4 separate regions of the Mus musculus genome follow, and all the other regions are linked to region 2. Evidence: chromatin contacts called from public Hi-C and HiChIP or PLAC-seq data. All regions are on one chromosome and are shown on one strand. The core of a region is the stretch at or near the end of the contact, and the rest is flanking DNA. Distances in the headings are between cores, read along the strand shown.

The links. HiChIP or PLAC-seq counts read pairs in DNA pulled down with a chosen protein or histone mark. A called contact is a pair of places that touch in the nucleus more often than the background predicts.
Region 1: a contact with region 2 is called in an H3K4me3 HiChIP or PLAC-seq map of embryonic basal ganglia, with 4 times the contacts expected there. The contact joins two enhancer-like sites. A contact is called at or near these places in 1 of 15 datasets of contacts at CTCF or cohesin (the NIH/3T3 cell line), 3 of 115 datasets of contacts at active chromatin or transcription factors (embryonic basal ganglia, fibro-adipogenic progenitors and large pre-B cells) and 1 of 9 other capture datasets (embryonic stem cells).
Region 3: a contact with region 2 is called in a RAD21 HiChIP or PLAC-seq map of pro-B cells, with 7 times the contacts expected there. The contact joins two enhancer-like sites. A contact is called at or near these places in 3 of 15 datasets of contacts at CTCF or cohesin (the NIH/3T3 cell line, large pre-B cells and pro-B cells), 6 of 484 Hi-C or Micro-C datasets (the CH12 cell line, LSK cells, bone marrow-derived macrophages and 3 more), 5 of 115 datasets of contacts at active chromatin or transcription factors (the 230-238 cell line, fibro-adipogenic progenitors, large pre-B cells and 1 more) and 1 of 9 other capture datasets (embryonic stem cells).
Region 4: a contact with region 2 is called in a Hi-C map of cortical neurons, with 4 times the contacts expected there. The contact joins two enhancer-like sites. A contact is called at or near these places in 1 of 15 datasets of contacts at CTCF or cohesin (large pre-B cells), 4 of 484 Hi-C or Micro-C datasets (B cells, CD4 T cells, cerebral cortex and 1 more), 2 of 115 datasets of contacts at active chromatin or transcription factors (fibro-adipogenic progenitors and large pre-B cells) and 1 of 9 other capture datasets (embryonic stem cells).

Annotation. Positions count from the first base shown.
Region 1 is chr13:82,973,337-82,976,036 of GRCm38.p6, reverse strand. No RefSeq gene overlaps it. Among named protein-coding and RNA genes, the nearest start is that of Gm33073, 150 kb to the left of the region's middle. Within about 2 kb of position 1,421, at least 7 of the 459 cell types and tissues checked have an H3K27ac peak or open chromatin away from gene starts, as enhancers often do. A contact at or near this core is called in embryonic basal ganglia, where this site is marked.
Region 2 is chr13:83,653,826-83,656,525 of GRCm38.p6, reverse strand. It overlaps Mef2c (myocyte enhancer factor 2C), which reads right to left. Exons shown (of 11, transcript NM_001347575.1): 8 at 1,905-1,928; 9 at 890-1,019; 10 at 174-309. It overlaps Gm52044 (a long non-coding RNA gene), which reads left to right. Exons shown (of 3, transcript XR_003950630.1): 3 at 1-2,700. Among named protein-coding and RNA genes, the nearest start is that of Gm52044, 7.1 kb to the left of the region's middle. Within about 2 kb of position 1,360, at least 40 of the 459 cell types and tissues checked have an H3K27ac peak or open chromatin away from gene starts, as enhancers often do. A contact at or near this core is called in cortical neurons, embryonic basal ganglia and pro-B cells, where this site is marked.
Region 3 is chr13:83,054,685-83,057,384 of GRCm38.p6, reverse strand. No RefSeq gene overlaps it. Among named protein-coding and RNA genes, the nearest start is that of Gm33073, 65 kb to the left of the region's middle. Within about 2 kb of position 1,329, at least 14 of the 459 cell types and tissues checked have an H3K27ac peak or open chromatin away from gene starts, as enhancers often do. A contact at or near this core is called in pro-B cells, where this site is marked.
Region 4 is chr13:82,911,798-82,914,497 of GRCm38.p6, reverse strand. No RefSeq gene overlaps it. Among named protein-coding and RNA genes, the nearest start is that of Gm33073, 210 kb to the left of the region's middle. Within about 2 kb of position 1,362, at least 7 of the 459 cell types and tissues checked have an H3K27ac peak or open chromatin away from gene starts, as enhancers often do. A contact at or near this core is called in cortical neurons, where this site is marked.

The DNA.
Region 1 (2,700 bases), core at 172-2,671, 680 kb after region 2:
CCCATGAGGCTCCATGGCAGGTACCTAGCAGAGGCTAATTTCCAAAGCTTTCAGAATAGATGAAAACTTCCCCATACATCTAAAACAAAACAAAACAAAACAAAACAAAACAAAACAAAACAAGAGAACAACAACAACAAAAAAACACAATCACTTTCACGCTGATAAGAGAACAACTTTTAATTTTGAGTCTTTGCAAATTCACCTATGAAATGTGTTTTAATTGAAAACAGCACTAGATTCGTGCCTACCTCCCTGTGCTTTCCTGTCAAATGGCTGACAGATATAGTGTCATGGATATGTGGCATATTCCTTCTTTCTGTCTTCTCTGAAACAATGGTGCTTGAAAATGTGTTCAGTGTTCATGAAATTTCCCACAGGTTTCAGAAAGATAAAGCAACTATTCTACCTATTACTTCAGATTTGGGTACTGGCTATAGCAATGGATACTCAAAGGTAACAGGTGACATGATGAGCTGTAATTACTGACAGCATCCAGCACTTGACGCTTATGGTGTCTAGGAAAGAAGATGTATGGTAGAACAACAGATTGGTGTTGCCTCTGCACAGTGGGTACAGCGGTCCTGTCATTAGGATTACTTACTATGCTTCTGCAGCCTTGCATGCTGCAACTTGTCCAATTGTTTGCTCACCATCTATATTGACTTGCTTAGCTATTCAAGAGTAGTTGAGCTTTGTTTTGTTTATAAACTCTTTTTTTGTATACACAACGGTTGCTGGGTGTTCAATTAGAGCTGAACTTTTAAATGGTTGAGATCCAATTGTAATTGATTCCAATATAAGTCAATAGAGTTTCCGATACAGCAAAGAGCAGCCTGAAGTTCCATGCTGAATGACTGGTTAAGCCTCTATGATAATCCGTGCCTGAATCAATAAACAGTATTACATTTCAGTTGTGACTGGGTTCATGTTCTGTCTGGAATGAGGCATTTGGATCAGCTTGTCAACAGAAGGGTGTGTGTTATTTTGTAAACCTGTGCATAGCAGGCCAGAGAAAAAAAACACTTGAAATGCAAAAAGGATAAGGAACATGCTTAGGAATATTTATTTTAATCTGAAGAATATTGTTAGGGGCATTGAGGAGTAGCAGCTACTGCTTGGCAAGGTGCTCATATTATCTTCTATGGAGAACAAAGTACATAATGTCATGATTACAAAGCATCACACACACACACACACACACACACACACACACACACACACACTGGTTAGACTTCAGTAAAAGATAACCAAAAAAACCAGTTCTAAAGAGAGTAGCTGATTGGCTGTTTACCTAAAGATAAATGTTTCCTCTTCCAAATTTTTTGAAAAAAAAAAGTAGACTAATAGCTAGAAGTGTAGTGATTTGCACATTATCTAAGCCATTGAGTTATTCCTGCCTGTCCTCATTCTGGTTCTTGATTTGCAGGCCAGCTATGCTCTGCAGCTGGAGCAAATTACATCAGAAGTGCTGATGTGACCACAAGTTGACAAAAGGACATGATTTCTAGTAGCAAAAAAGCAACTAGATTTTATGAAATTGTATCTAATAATGTTGTTTAACTCATGGATCCTGCATCTGATGCCTGCTTTTTATCCAGTCCTTTCAGCGGCCCTTTGTTAACAGTCACTCAGAAGAGGAAATAAAATGTAGCCATTGAAATAAAAATTGCTCTACTCTTTTTAATAGCTCAGCTGCAGGCTCTATTGTTTTATTTAATGGATTGTATAACTGAAGTCTCCTCCTGATGATTCCCATTTGGCTTCTGAGTCCCCCAATCTCTGTCAGAATCTTGAGGGTTCCAGAAGGTGTCTGGCATGTTGCTAGTTTGTAATGAAAGTAGATAGTAAAAGCAATAATAAATTTTAAAATGTAATTCTTATTACAAACTTCATAGTAATATGTGTAAGAAGTTGAGGTTTCTCATAAAGAATCAAAAAGAAAAGCACAATTAGCCCCCAGATTCAACAATTCTTGTTCAGGATAAGGTAGAAGTTTCACTAGGTTAAACATGCAGAGTAAACTAAACTTGCACGTAGTATAAAGGATTGAGGGTGGAGAGAGAGCACAGAAGGACTAAAAAAGCAAACAAAATAAATAAAACAATTACATTTGTTGTTTGTCAGAACCAATGTCTTCTATTTGTTTTGGAGAACCTGGAATGACTTCTCTTCTACCTGACTATCCTTGGCAGATATGGCCAGAGTACCTGTGAATCATTATAGTGTGACTTACTGTCATTCTACCCAGAGATACATATGAATCATTATAGTGTGACTTACTGACATTCTACCCAGATATACATGGATACTGTATTATTAGGTTTTAAAATTTTACTTGTTCTTTAATGCCGTTAAGATGTGTTAAATTATATTTAGGTTATGCTTTTCTATGATGAAGTATATCAATGTGCATTCAGAAAATGAAAGTTTTAAAAAAATGGCCCTTCTACAAAGAGAATGTGGAAAAAAAATACCGAGAAAAGATCAACTCCTTTTCTACAGTGATTCATATTTTAAATATAAGTGAACTGCAGAGTATTTACCTGACTCAAACTGCTATACTCTCTCCCTCCTGACAGAGCCCACAAAAAGCTTTTGTGGTTCATCTTTCCTCCCTCCCTACCTCCTCCCTCCCTCCCTCCCTCCCTCCCTCCCTCCCTCCCTCCCTCCCTCCCTCCCTCCCTTCCTCCCTCCCTC
Region 2 (2,700 bases), core at 111-2,610:
AAACACGGGAAGGAATATTTAAGCTACTTGAAATATGTGATCAGAAAGTGGCTTTCCCAGCAATCAAATGTTATGCCCTTTAATGGACATGAAAGCGCATTGTTGAAGACAGACTTCTATCATGTAAAAGATACAGTCTCTGATTATGAAATAAAGACATAACTATTGCTTACCCCAACTGACTGAGGGCAGATGGCGGCATGTTATGTAGGTGCTGCTGCTGCCAGCCAGTTACAGAGCCGAGGTGGAGCGCACTGGCAGTGTTGAAGCCAGACAGAGATGACAGATCTGCGCTACTCAGAGAGTACTCTAGATGGGAGCGAAGGAGCGGCAAGGAGAGAGAGAGAGAGAGAGACAATTAGACTGTCAAATGGTAAGCAAAATCACACAGTTTCAACCTCTAAAACATACTTTGAATCAAAGTTTTTTGATTTAGGAAAAGAAGAAAATAAAACACCACGGATAATTTGAATTTAAAAAGAAAAAAAAAATATTATCCATCTGAGTAAGGATGTCACACTAGATCCACAGTAATAGATCCTGAAATGTTAGCACATTATACTAGCTTTGTTTAAAAGTGTAAAGGATCTATATATTTTATGATCTAGAAATAGGTTTTACATTAAAAATCTTCAAGAAAGTGAGTGTTCTACTACATTAAAGAGACAGTAGCTCAGTTTCTTTGAAATATTGAATTCGATTTGAGTAAATAAAACTTCCCATCACTTAAAAAGGAGCACTGTAGATCACTGAGTAAGACAGAGGTGCTTGTACCATGCATTCTGGACACAGGCCCCACACGAGCTCCCAACAGGGCAAAGAAAATAACTTTTAAAATATGCTTTTTAAAGTGTTTACTGTAATATTTGCACATAGCAAAGCTACTCACCAGTACCATATGTTGTTGAAATGGCTGATGGATATCCTCCCATTCCTTGTCCTGGTAAAGTAGGAGTTGCTACGGAAACCACCGGGGTAGCCAATGACTGAGCCGACTGGGAGTTATTTATCCTTTGATTCTTTTAAAGTAAATAAAAAGACATTATTGGTGGCAGATTTTAAAAAGTTAAAAATATTAGGTCTCACTATTAGTTTTTCACATAAAGAAATAAGTTGGTACAAAGCTCATGAAATTAATCATTTAACATGTGTCTCTATGAACTCTGCCAACCCTATCATTTACAATCCTTCAAGAGACCAGCTGTTGCCATAGTAACCCATTACATCAGTATCTCCTAGGCAACTGAACTAGTAACAAGTACCATAGCTTTATTATGGGTAAAAACAGACTACGTTGAGAACTGATGAAATATGTATACTGTACTGCTATTGTTTCAGTTTTATTCAAATGCAAATTAAAAAATTAAAATCAACCATAGTGGGTTTTGTGATCAGTTCTATGTACAGCAGAGCTGATAGATATGATTCAGGCTATGTTATGGCCAGCAGGTGGCGCTATGACCACTTTCTTCTGCTTCGACTTCCTTGCAAAAGGATGGCAAAGTAGCTAATGCCAGTATTTAACTCCTAATAGCCAGGAGGTAAAGGATGCTTACGCTCAAAATCCTGGTATTTTAAATTTTGAAAGAATAAGTGTCTTACTATTTAATAGCTAAAGATGCATTTTTGTGTTTCTATTTTAGAGTAAGTTCAGTCTTAATATTTAAAACATGGTCTTTAGGTAAAAGGTGGGGACAGAGGAAAAAGGCCTACAAAAACCAGCTATGCTTTCCACAGGCTGTCAATGATCCTAGAAATTAATGGTGTTTAAGCATAATCAGTACCCTCATTTATTGAGGTAAGTTTTAAAATCTTTCTGTTTGATCACAGCTAGCACCTTTCACTGAGGTAGTTCTGTTATCTTCCCGAGCATGCCCTTCAAGGGACGAGTCCTTCCCACTTACCAACAGCAGATCCACATCCTCAGACTGAGAGCATGGGGAAGGAGGGAAGGAGTTTATTAATTAGTGTCTGTAAATATTTATAACTGTGAAAATCTTTCTAGCAAAAGGAGATGCATCTTCTGATAGACGCAACAGTTTAAACAGCTTGGCACACGGGATGCCAAAGACAACTCCTTAACAAAGACATTCTTTGTTTCTCTTAGTGAGGTGTTCCTTGTCTCAAACCTGAAGACTGTCTATCTTGTTTGCAGCACAGGTCATTGTCTCTCTGTTTACTGTTGTGCCCCATACTTTGATAAAAAGATAATAGGAATCTACTTTAAACCCTACTTGCTAGAGGAAAAGGGAGTCATACATGACGAGAGTGAGAGCGAGAGAGAGAGAGAGCGAGAGAGAGAGAGAGAGAGAGAGAGAGAGAGAGAGAGAGAGAGAGAGAGAGAGAGAAAGAGAGAGAAGAGAGAGAGAAAGGGGGGGCTGATCCATGGGAATGTGTCAGTTTTAAGGGATATGGGATAAATGTGATGAGAGACACTGTGTGCCCTGCCTGACCCACACTCACAGCATCACTGTGGGAGGTTTTATTTCTTAGACTCAGGCTTTTCTAAAGGAAATGTCACATGTTATTTGATTTTAGCTAAATGCACAAAATGAATATATAATAAACAATCAGTTCACAGGACTATTTCACTCCTAGGCATGGCACAGAACAGAGAATTCTAAAACAAAGCAAAACAGAAGGAAATGTTTGTGGGGTAATTTAAATCTATCTGCTAAGTCTTTGCTATATATGTTCTCA
Region 3 (2,700 bases), core at 80-2,579, 600 kb after region 2:
AGAAAGAAAGAAAGAAAGAAAGAAAGAAAGAAAGAAAGAAAGAAAGAAAGAAATTGATGTAAGCATACTATTTTTCTCTAGGTCACTGTAAGGATTTTTGTTTTGATCTTTGTTTTTGTTTTTGTTAGTTTGTTTGGTTTTTCTAAGATGGGGTCTCCTCTAACACAGGTTGGCCTCAAACTCGGCTTATCACAGAGTATTTCTATAAACTCTTGATCCTGTATATTCTAAGTACTGAGATTGCAGATATATGCTACCCCATTTAAAAAAATACTTAAAATATTTCCTATCACAAATTAAGTTGTATCTCATGTGTTAACTGTTACTTTTAATTCAACCTTCACACTCAGAGTGGTGCTTACTGTGTGATAACCACTCAAGAAATCCTAAATGGAAACTTAGTGTTCTTTGGACTCATCCAGAAATTATTTGATATGCCATTTGTGGTGGGCAAAGTGATCTATGGATTACAACCCTTTTAGGTCTAGTTCATTTTGTCCAATTCTGTAGTCTGAATAAACATCAGTATAGATTAGACTTTTTCTAAACTTAAGTCCCCCTTGTGATGCTTTTCTAGTGGTGCTATAACAAAAAGCTCCGAACTTAACAGTGCAATATATTCTTCACAGAGACCATGATGCATTTCAGCATGTCTGAGTAACAGGAAACAAAGACCACCTGCAAACTGGCAGGCTTCTCAAGAATAAGGATGGAGACAACCTGGGTTTTATTCTGGGCCTCTGTTCTTGCTTCAACCATAAGTAGAACCCAAGGGGATTTCCAGTTCAGTCTGACTCATCCTAGCTCTAACACACTAGATTATGGTCTTAATCCACCAGGTTGCAGTACGAAGACTGTCACATCCATACTTGCTTCATTGCTCTGGGCTCACACTAAAAGTATCTATCCTGTCCAATCTACCATGTGTCTCTTTGTTTTGTTTTAATGCTGTGTTTTTTTCCCTCTCCCCGAATGGTGCTTGAACCACAGAGCAAAGCCCTATTTCGGGTTCTATTTCCCTGAAAAGACTGATGCTCTTAACTGAGGTTGGTTGTCTAAGTAACAGAGTGTGATCTCCTAGGCACATTACTGAATAATAGTTTCAGAGAGAGCGTGGAAAGTATGCAATATTGGCATAATAGATCAAGACTTTCATCAACATAAAAGGAAAGGAATTACAAGGTACTTGCTGACAGTGAATTGTAGCCTGATAGGGCACTCAGGGGGCAGATACACTAAAAGCATTTTGGCACAGTGAAGTGTATTTCCTGGACAGATGTGTTCCATTCATGATAGAAGGACCTTGCACTTCTCCCGAGCTTTAACTTGCAGGTTACAAGGAAGCTGTGGCCAATGTCAGCCACTGTTATCACAGGAAGTCCAGCATTGTCACCCTCTTAAAGTGACATTGCTTTAAGAAATCCAGACCAGTGCTGCCTTAGGAGGAAAACACAGTGTCCCAGTTTTTGTGTAGTGCTTTTGACTCTCAGTGGTGAAGAGACAAACACGAGCCCTTCTTATGTGATATCCGTGTTCATAAAACCTTGGCTATGTTAGGTCACAGCTTGATTTTCCTTCCTATAATTAGCTTCATAATTTGCAAATATTATTAGTATTATGGACATTTGGAAAGGTGAGCTTCCAAAGGTGTTGCTCATAAAGGGTAAAAATGTTGAATATGTTTCTTCTCTTCAATAGAGAAATAATACTCAGCAGAATTATTTCCAATGTTTTAGTGGAGTCACAAAGTACAATTTCTCTGTTGTATATTGGATGCTGTTTTTTCTACTTTTCACAGTTACTGTAACATTTAAGCTCCTCCCAGTGTTGTACTTATTTTCTTTAGATCTGAATGTGTTGATTAAGGTTTTCTTCATCCAGAGAGCGCCCCCCCCTTCACCATAAAATCTAATAAAAAGGCTCCAAATCTAACTATGCTGTCCCAGTCTGCCCTTTTACAGTGGATGGAAGATAGAATGAGCTATCGAGTAACAAACGACAAATGGATGCAGGCAGTAACCACCAAAAACTGTTTTTCTGTCCTGAAACATCTGCACAAATGTGGAGAATATGGTTAAAAACATCACATTCAGTGGCAGCCAGTTACTGGAATAGCTAGCACTTCCAGGAACAAATGCATTCCTAATGAATTTGTGGACACTGCATTTACCGCAACAACAGCAGGTTTTCTCACGCAGGCACTCGGAAGCCCTGCTCAGGGGCTTTATTGACCTTCTGCACACACTGATGGGAGAGTGGGCTGACAGCAAGAGAGGCAGAGAGCCATCCAAAACATCTTGAAAGGGCCTCCGAGAGAAAGATTTTTAGTGTTTAGAAGACCCACTCTTATTCTCTGTGCCAAAATTCAGGTATTTTGTTAAAGGACTCAGAGTGGAAAAAAATTATTTGGTTTTCTAATGATATAGTCACACAATCTCTTTCAAGAGCCACATGGAGATTGTATTTCATTCTGAGGCTACTCTAGTTTCTTGACTGCAGTATAAACATCCATTTAACTGCCTGAGAAGGGCTTATTTTTTTTCTTTCATTGCTCCTGCATATGATTCTGCTATCTATATGTGTATTACATAGGATGTAGAACAGCATCAACTTTACACATGGCATACAACTTTAGCAGCTTGGGTCTGGAACCAAGAGAACAGAGGACACGGTTCTTGTCATATCTAGCTTATTCCAGAG
Region 4 (2,700 bases), core at 113-2,612, 740 kb after region 2:
AAGTGCTAAGAATAAAAAATATTAAAAGTGCCAGAATATGCATACATGTACCAGGATCCTATGAAGAGATACCTGAGACAATAGAATAAAAACCACCTTTCTCTTAACATAAACAGGGTCTGACCTACAAAGAATGTTTGTGTCAAAATAAGCTCAAAATAATAAGCTCAAAAGATCCCAAGATCTGTTCCTAGGTCCCTACCCCAATTTTGATTGCATAAGTAAATTCATAATGCATGACTCATGACAGGGCCATCTTTATTTCAACAAGTATGTGAATAATGTGAAGACCGTCACAACCATCACACTCAAAAAGAGGGGAACACAGCCCTATCAGCTTCATTTTAAGGTTTTCCTCTATAGAGTGAGAAGTACTGTGTGTGTGTGTGTGTGTGTGTGTGTGTATGTGTGTGTGTGTGTGGTGTGTATGTGGGTTCTGTGTGTGTGTCTATGTGCACTTGTGTGTGTGTGTGTATGTGTGTTGTCTATGTGTGTGTGTGTGTGTGTGTGCATGTGCATACATGTGTGTATATGCTCAGATGTATGTTGAGACTAGAACAAATTTAAATTTCCCTAAAATATTGCACTAAAAGAATGTCAGTAAACTTGCATGCATATTTAGAATGAAAGCACACCTATAGACTATATTCTGTCAACCATTTATTACCCAGTTTGAAATTTGACTGGATTTTGTCATTCAGCATGAACCCAAAGTACCTTAACTTTGCAGTTACTAATTTAGTCCTAATTATAATTATGACTGGAGTATCTAAAATATTGATTTTCCTAAGAAAAAGATTTTTGAGAAATAAATCTGAAATATTTTATCTTATACTATGATCGTGGTACATAAAATAGCAATTAGTCAACATATTTATAATTACTCTAATGAGAAATGCCTTTAACTTTGGAGGCCATGGATTAAACACAAGTAATTATTGCGTAAAGAATAAGCAGAAGAAGTAAAGAATATAGTCATAACCACCACATTTTCAGTAAAATTTAAGTTTAAATATCTGGGTTTATTCAGCAGTGAATGATACAACTTGCTGGTGGTTATGTGAGTTGACTAGATCTAGAAATCCTAAGGACTAATGTTTTTCTTTAAAATGTTATTAGTTTTCCAATTACCTGGGTTGAGGGGCCAGATGTCCCAAATTACAATTCATAGTAGAAACACAATGTCAGAGCTTCCTTACTCTGCATAACTGTCCCCTTTTAAATTGTTGTATTACATTTCTGCTAATAAAAGCCTTTCTAGGGATTCTATATTGCTTTTTCCCCTTGCAAGGCACATTCACATCCTTCAATGAGAGCTGCTATTATCAGAGCAATGTAACTCTTACTATTTATTTATCACAACAGCCTCGTGACTGCTTACCCAGGCGAGCACTAGAAATATCTAGCTCATTACCACTACATAAAATAGCATGGGGTATTTTCAGAATGAAAACGTTCACCGGATGACGAATTCTAAAGCTGTTCATGTCCCTGTTTCTGAAGGAAGCGATTGCGCTTTGATACTGGCAACTTGAACAATCATTGAGGAAATTTTTGATTCTTAGTGGAACACTGCCAGCCTGAATCACATCAAATACCTGCTAGTCGTTTACTTTTTCTTTCTTTCTTTCTTTCTTTCTTTCTTTCTTTCTTTCTTTCTTTCTTTCTTTCTTTCTTTCTTTCTTTCTTTCTTTAATCTGAGAACCCATGAATGTTCTTACACCAACTGATCAAAGAACATTGACCCAAATGGAGTCAGAGACTGAAAATGCCTCAACTAGGAAGTTGATCCTGGTTGCTATTTAAATCCGTTGCTTAAGTGTCCTCGGCATCCATGCTGCATTCTTTACTTGGTTCAGGGGGCAGACATTTGGGTCAAAATATCCCTAAGCATTTGTTTGCTAATGTGGACTTTAAAATGTTTACAAACAGCTGTTACAATAACCCAAATACCCGAAGCAAAATATAACATATTCAAGGATCAGACTGTTAATGACAAACATTTGTTCCAACAGCACCTAGTGGCTCAGGGTAATAAGACCCATGATGATAATGGCATTTGTCACATGTGGGCAGCTGTAGTCATGAGTGGAAGTGACTACCCTCTTACATGCCCACTTACCACTTTGAAACCAAACCTCATTGTAGTAACAATGCCGATGTCAATCCAAGAACAGTTTTAGATAAATTAGAAGCTCTGAGTTTCTAACAGAGAGGGAGAAATAGCACAGCAAATAAACTGAATAGATTTTGCTCAGTATTACTTACATGTTAGGACTCTAGGCTATTCACTATAATCAAACAACAGCAATAACAACAACAACAAAAACCTCGCTGTTTACAAGTCTAATCACTTCTAGTTGCTGTTTTTGTGCAGACGCTCTTCCGGAAATTGGTCTCTGAAAGAAGAGGGTTGTATTTTTGGTTTTGTTTTCTTGTTTACTTGTTTCCTTGCTTGAAGTCACCTGAAGTGAGCTTTGAAGGGTAAGATATTTGTCGGTTCGGGCTTGTTAATATAGTTATCTTAGAAATCAGTAGGATGAAAAGGCCAACAAGGAAAGAGACAATAAACCCAAAAGATGCCCCACCATTCCACAGGGGCACTTGTTCCACTATATTCACAGTAGCCTTATTTGTGATAGCCAGAAGATGGAAACAACCTATCTGTCCCAAGACAGAAGAATGGATACAGAAAATGTG